2 separate regions of the Sus scrofa genome follow, and region 1 is linked to region 2. A link is a contact called in public HiChIP or PLAC-seq data. All regions are on one chromosome and are shown on one strand. Each heading gives the region's core, a stretch centred on a gene start, on an enhancer-like site or on the middle of the called end of the contact. The rest is flanking DNA. Distances are from core to core; before and after follow the strand shown.

What was found. HiChIP or PLAC-seq counts read pairs in DNA pulled down with a chosen protein or histone mark.
Region 1: a contact with region 2 is called in an H3K27ac HiChIP or PLAC-seq map of skeletal muscle, with 11 times the contacts expected there. The contact joins two enhancer-like sites. A contact is called at or near these places in 2 of 47 Hi-C or Micro-C datasets (heart right ventricle and liver) and 1 of 2 datasets of contacts at active chromatin or transcription factors (skeletal muscle).

Annotation. Positions count from the first base shown.
Region 1 is chr9:49,356,544-49,359,243 of Sscrofa11.1, forward strand. The region is part of intron 1 of LOC102164776; the gene reads right to left. Among named protein-coding and RNA genes, the nearest start is that of MIR100, 200 kb to the left of the region's middle. Within about 2 kb of position 1,283, at least 5 of the 83 cell types and tissues checked have an H3K27ac peak or open chromatin away from gene starts, as enhancers often do. A contact at or near this core is called in skeletal muscle, where this site is marked.
Region 2 is chr9:48,665,823-48,668,833 of Sscrofa11.1, forward strand. The region is part of intron 1 of LOC110255448 (a long non-coding RNA gene); the gene reads left to right. Among named protein-coding and RNA genes, the nearest start is that of SORL1, 230 kb to the left of the region's middle. Within about 2 kb of position 1,674, at least 58 of the 83 cell types and tissues checked have an H3K27ac peak or open chromatin away from gene starts, as enhancers often do. A contact at or near this core is called in skeletal muscle, where this site is marked.

The DNA of each region.
Region 1 (2,700 bases), core at 33-2,532, 690 kb after region 2:
TGCCCATTAGAATTCCTTCAGTTAAGGTGAGACTCTACAAGTCTAAAAAGTAACCTTTTTCTTCATAAGAACACAACCACAGACAAATAAGTAGAGACAATTAATTTAGAGGATGATGCCACCAAAAACTAAGATTGGGTGAAAAACAAAGGGAAGCTACTACAAGACTGGACTCACACACAGTCAAACCCTAATCACTAAAATCAGCAGTCTTGTCATTTATTGGTTCTAGGAGATCTAAACACAAGGTACAGCAAAACATAAAGCAAAATAGGGAGGGAAGGATAATTCACGGATGCTATGTTAACTCCAGAGTGAATGGCATGTTTGAGAAAACATGTATTAAACCCTTTCCCGGATGATAAATACTAGAAACCTCTAACAGTCCCCCATTCCTGGAAAAACAAGAGATGCTTTACAGAAAGCCTTCAAGAGAAAACTTAGCCATTTACATCAGAATTTGACTTTGTAATAATTCAAGAATTCTTTTTCATCCTAAAATATTGGTTAAAATAGTATCTACTATGATTAGAGACTCCTACTGTCCAATACAGTAGCCACAGGCATACAAAATGTGGCTCATCCAAACGATGTGTCTTTAGTATAAAATATACATCAGACGTCACAAGTTTGGTTTTAAAGAGTGTCAAATATCCCATTAATAATTTTCCTATTGATTACATATGAAGATGATAAACTGTTGGCTATATTAGGTTAAATAAAATATACTGTTAAAATTGATTTCCCCTCTTTATACTTTTTTATCATGATTATCACAAAATTTTAAGTTACAAATGGCTCATGGTATGTAGTTTGTATCACACATCTACTGGCTAACAATACTACCCACAACAAGGCAGTAAAACCCAGTAAGACAGCTCATGCTACAAATCAAACTGTCTTCCTCAAAGCCCATGTGCAGCTAGAAAAGGCTAGGAGCAGCTTTAAGCATGTGTAGTGCAATTCACCACAGCAGCAACTGTGAAACTCATAGCCAAGTGCAACTGGAACTAAGATGATATAGGGGAGAAGCATGGGTCATACAAAACAACTTTTTGACCCTAGAAATTAGAGATACATAGTCCATGGGAAACCCACGCTCAGACGGACACCACCTGCTCTTAGCCTAACTCTATACACTCAGCTCCCTGAGAAGAAGCCCCCCCACCCCACCACCACCCTGCAAAGGCATCCTTCCAGTTACCTGCCCATGAGACACCAAACAGAATAGAGCTTGGTAGTGGAAGACAGGCATTCCTTCTGCCATTCTAGTGAGGTAGGTACTGCAGGTCATTCATAGCTGATGCAAATTCCTAGGTACTCTCTATGGAACAAATGGTAGTCTTTGGTCCCTTCAAATGAGTAGGTGTAATTTATTGCTTGTTTCCATTAGAAGCACAAGAAGGGAGCCCCCAAGGGGAAGAATACTTACGAAATAGAAAGCGATTTTCTTTCTCCTCCAACTTTCAAGACGCCGAGGGAAAATTCATTGATGAGCATTTATTAGCTAATGATGAAAGAGCACTTCAAAAATGAAAATGGCTCTGAAATGCACTGCATTATCCTGATTGCAGAAAATGGAGACTAAAGAGAAAGGGCGCTCTCTAAAATGTTCTCTGCAATTGGCTCCGTCTCTCATGAGCCTCTCAGATTCCTTTGTCCCTCCCACGATAATAACTTGTCTTCATGGCCATAGCCAAGAACACATTCTTTGTTTGGTTACATAAGTATCTAAAAATAGCAGGTGATCATGGAAATGCTAAATGACCCTTGAAGATAGTGTTTTGAATGGGCTATTAAGTTATTGCAGGGTCTATTTTCTGTTACATACTATAATTAAAGATAAAAATCATTTTTGATGTTTTTCAAACCTTAAGAGTGTATCAGTTTCATACTTTGGGCATTCTTATCTTAAAAACTACGAAGAAAGGTTTCTCCCGGTCCAAGAAGTTTTACCACAGGCATAGAGATAAATTTTCTCCTCATTATTGAGGTCTCATGAAAAGGGGGAGGCTAATTCGAAGTGTAATTTATTTTTCTGTCTGTCTAGCTAGGTTTGATAAATGAATTCAAAGTAAAAGAACTGGAGAAATTACCTGGCAGGATGTTTAAGGGAAACCTAACAATGCATTATTTATTTCTTAAATCTAGAAATTTAAAACAGAAAGAGTCCCAAGAAATGATCTAGCTGATGTCTTCCTAGGACTAGAGAAGTTAAGATACCTGCCAAAGTTACACAGCAGGGCCATCTCGCTGCCCTCTGTCCCAGATCACATATTAATTACCATTCTCCCGGACACCAGGTAAATGAATGAGTCAGGGAATGAAGGGAAGAAGTGACTCCAACAGAACTTCAGTGCTCATGGAGCAAAAGAAAACCAAGGTGTCAAGATGAGGCTACAAAAGGCAGAGCAAAAAAATGTAGGGAAGAGAAACTGTCTTCACAAACTCACCAAATGACCAAGATTATACAGAGTCCAGAAGTCTTCCTCTATAGTCAGCTTATTTAGGTTTTCTTCTCCCACAGTATTTTTTAAAACTGCACATGAAATTAATGATTTTAAAGTGAACAATTCAGTGGCATTTAGTATATTCACGATGCTTTACAGCCATCACCTCTATCTAGTTATAAAACATTGTCCTCCCAAAAGAAAACCCCATACCCATTATGTTCCCCCGTCCTTTCCCCCTCCCCATTTG
Region 2 (3,011 bases), core at 424-2,923:
CAGCAAGCCTGGATCTTTTCATTTGACCAAAGCTCTTTCTCCTGTAGGTTAAGCCCTCACAACCTGTATTTTGTTGGGAAGCTCTGTTCATATCTCAGAATTTTGCTTCTTGCTCAGGGATCATGCCTGGCTGTTGAGCTTAGGATCCACCTAATTCAGATTTGGGGTGATAGGATGCAGTTTGGATGGTCCCCTGACAGTGTTTTCCTCTGGCAATGAGCTCCCCAGGAACTGGAGAGAAGGATTTAAGACTATAGAAATGGAGGTCAAGGCTCAAGCAGGGTGACTGAAACTAGCCATTTAGGGAATTAGACTACACAAGGGATGATTGGGGGATTCAAACTTCTCAGAATTGCACCCAAACACTGAGAAAAGGTCAATTGAGGGTCTGGAATCCCCTCACTCTTTCTAAACTCACAGCTGTCATTATCACTTGACATTAAACATACATTTTCCTCTGACATATTTGTATTGTTTTTAAAACTTTATGACAAATAGTTGTGCTGAGTGAGTGCCGGGCACCTTGCAGGCAGGCAGTAAATATTTGCTGAACATTGAAAAAAGGCAGTGGCTTGGCTGTCAGGATGGCTCCTGTTCAGAACCCACCCCCAGCCCTCCATTCATAGGAGGCTGGGTGGATTTCACGTTCAAGGCTTAATCCACCCTGGCCTGTCGGGAATGATCTCTGTGACTATTGGAACATTCTCACACATGCAGAGTGAAAGCCACCATAACAGGCAAGAGGGAAGGCTGGGAGAAGTGCAGCTGGGAATTTTCCGAGAGACACGGTGCTGTTTCTTTGTTCTGGTAGATTTCAGCCAGAAAGAACAGCAAATTTTACTGTCTGCAAACCACCAACGAGCTACTCTCCTCCCCCTTTACCTCCTTCCTTCTCAACCTGGGAATTCATTTGCTGCCTCCCTCTCCTCCTCCTCCTCTGCCCCAGAGCAGTCCCCAGGGACAAAGCTCTTTGTTGTGAACACTCCGAGGCAATACGGAATTGCACAGTCCCCAGGGCAAAATCAGGGCTATCCTCCAAGGCGAGTGATCACCGGGGCAGAGACCCCCGCTCCCCCCACCTGTTGATCTCCCCTCCTCTTGGGGTGAGTGGCAACCTGCATTGTGCTTGGGACGCAGGCGCTTCTACACCAGGCTCAGCAGATGGCGCTGGTGAGCAAACCCAGCCCTTCCCTCCCTCGCCCCTCCCCACCGCCAGAGCCTTGCTGGTCTAAAGCGAAAACAGATGTTTTCATCATTTCTGGATCTGGCATGTGACTTGCAGTTCAGCAGTGTGCCGACATAACCCAGAGTTGTGCGTTCTCTTCATCCCCCACAAAATAAAAATTCTTCCTTGAACGAGCCTTTCTCCTAAGTGAGCCACTAACACATGATCTGTTCAATCCAAGGGCACATGTTTCATCCGGCTCCAAGTGCAACTGCCTTTGTAGCCAGCCTTGGCTCTGTAATTGGGAGGTTGTCTTTTTTTTTTTTTCCCCCCAGAGCAAAGCTAGGGCGGCCAGACCAGCTATCTTTACACCGAGGGCTGGGGAGAGGTGCTAGCTTTTTAAAATAACCCTGGTCTGGCTGGCTGCGGAACGTGTGTGCGTGGGAGCCAGTGCGTTCTGAACAAAACAGGAAGGCCGGGGCGGCGCGCCCTGTTCCCTGCGCCCACGGCAGGTGGCAGCATCGGCCTGGCCTGGCCTCTGCCGCTGGCCGCCCCAAAGCTGGGCCCTTTTACTTTCGGTGGCCTCAAAATTATTAGTTCCAGATGAGTTCTTGCAATTGTAATATTTGGTTTAACCCAATCTGCCCGATTGCGTCAGCACGCGTTCAAATACAGCCGTCTGAAGTCTAACCAGACATCAGAGGCATGTTTCAGGGGGTGTCAACATTCCTTACGCTTTGAAAGAATTAGGGGGAAAAAAAAAAAACCCACACACAAAAAAAACCCCCAGAGTTTGATTTATCCCCCAAACGAAAGAAGGGTTAGCTGCCTGGGGCTGAAGTGCTGAGAGGGATGGAACAGGGGAAATTCAGGGAAGGCGTAACAATAGAACTTGTGGGTCAGAGTCTGCTAGAATGGAACTGGATTTATTTGTTGAACTAGGAAAGGACCTCTGGGCTCTTTGAAGGTTAGAGCAAATAAGCAAAACTGGTGGGCATTTGGTTTTCTAAGAGAAGAGCCCTTCAAGTCACGTAGCTGCTATTGTGAGACACAAAACACATGCTATCTGCCTGTGGCTGGACCTCTGCTTGCACTTGGCCTGGTGGCTCAGGAAGGGGGCTGAGAGGAGGGGCCTGTATTTTAACACAAGGCTTTGACGGGTAGCCCCAGCCTCCATGCTAAGGACACAGATGGGGGTTTCCTAAAGCTATCAGCTGAAGGCCCCAGTTAGAAAACGCAGGACGTCCTGAAGGCTTCTGGCCAGGGGCCTCAAGTGTCTTGTAAACAGCCCTGCTGCAGTTGGTCACTGCCACACCCTGGTGCCTTGATAGCTGGGAAACCAGGCACCCGCTCTGGAGGTCTCAGGTTTTACAGCAGAGGCTGAAGGACTCTCAGATCTCAGGAGCAGAGTAGCCCCATGTGCTAAGGCAGCCAAGGAATCCTGCTCCAATCACTGGAACCGAAAGGGTGTCATGCTTTCCTTAGAGGAGAGGGAGTAACCTGGTATTAGGAGACAGCCGCCCTCATTCGCTCCCCGTCCCTCTGCCTGCACCCCACTTTTAAATCTGTTCAGATCCTTCAAGCCCCTCTCTCAAGGGGACAGAGAGATTCCAGCCGGCCGGCCCCGGGAGGCTGGCCGTTTCCCTGCAGGTCTCTGGCTCGACATGCTGCTGATCAAAAGCCGGCACCCGCCTGGCAGATGCTTCATGTCCTGCGTGTTGGGGGCTGGTGGCTAGTGCTGGCGTCAGGCAGGCAGGCTGATCGGCCATCTTGTTAGATGTGGTTGGGACCCTGCTCCCCTCCTGCCTGCTCCAGTGGCCACTGCGCTGCCCGGATTAGACCCAGG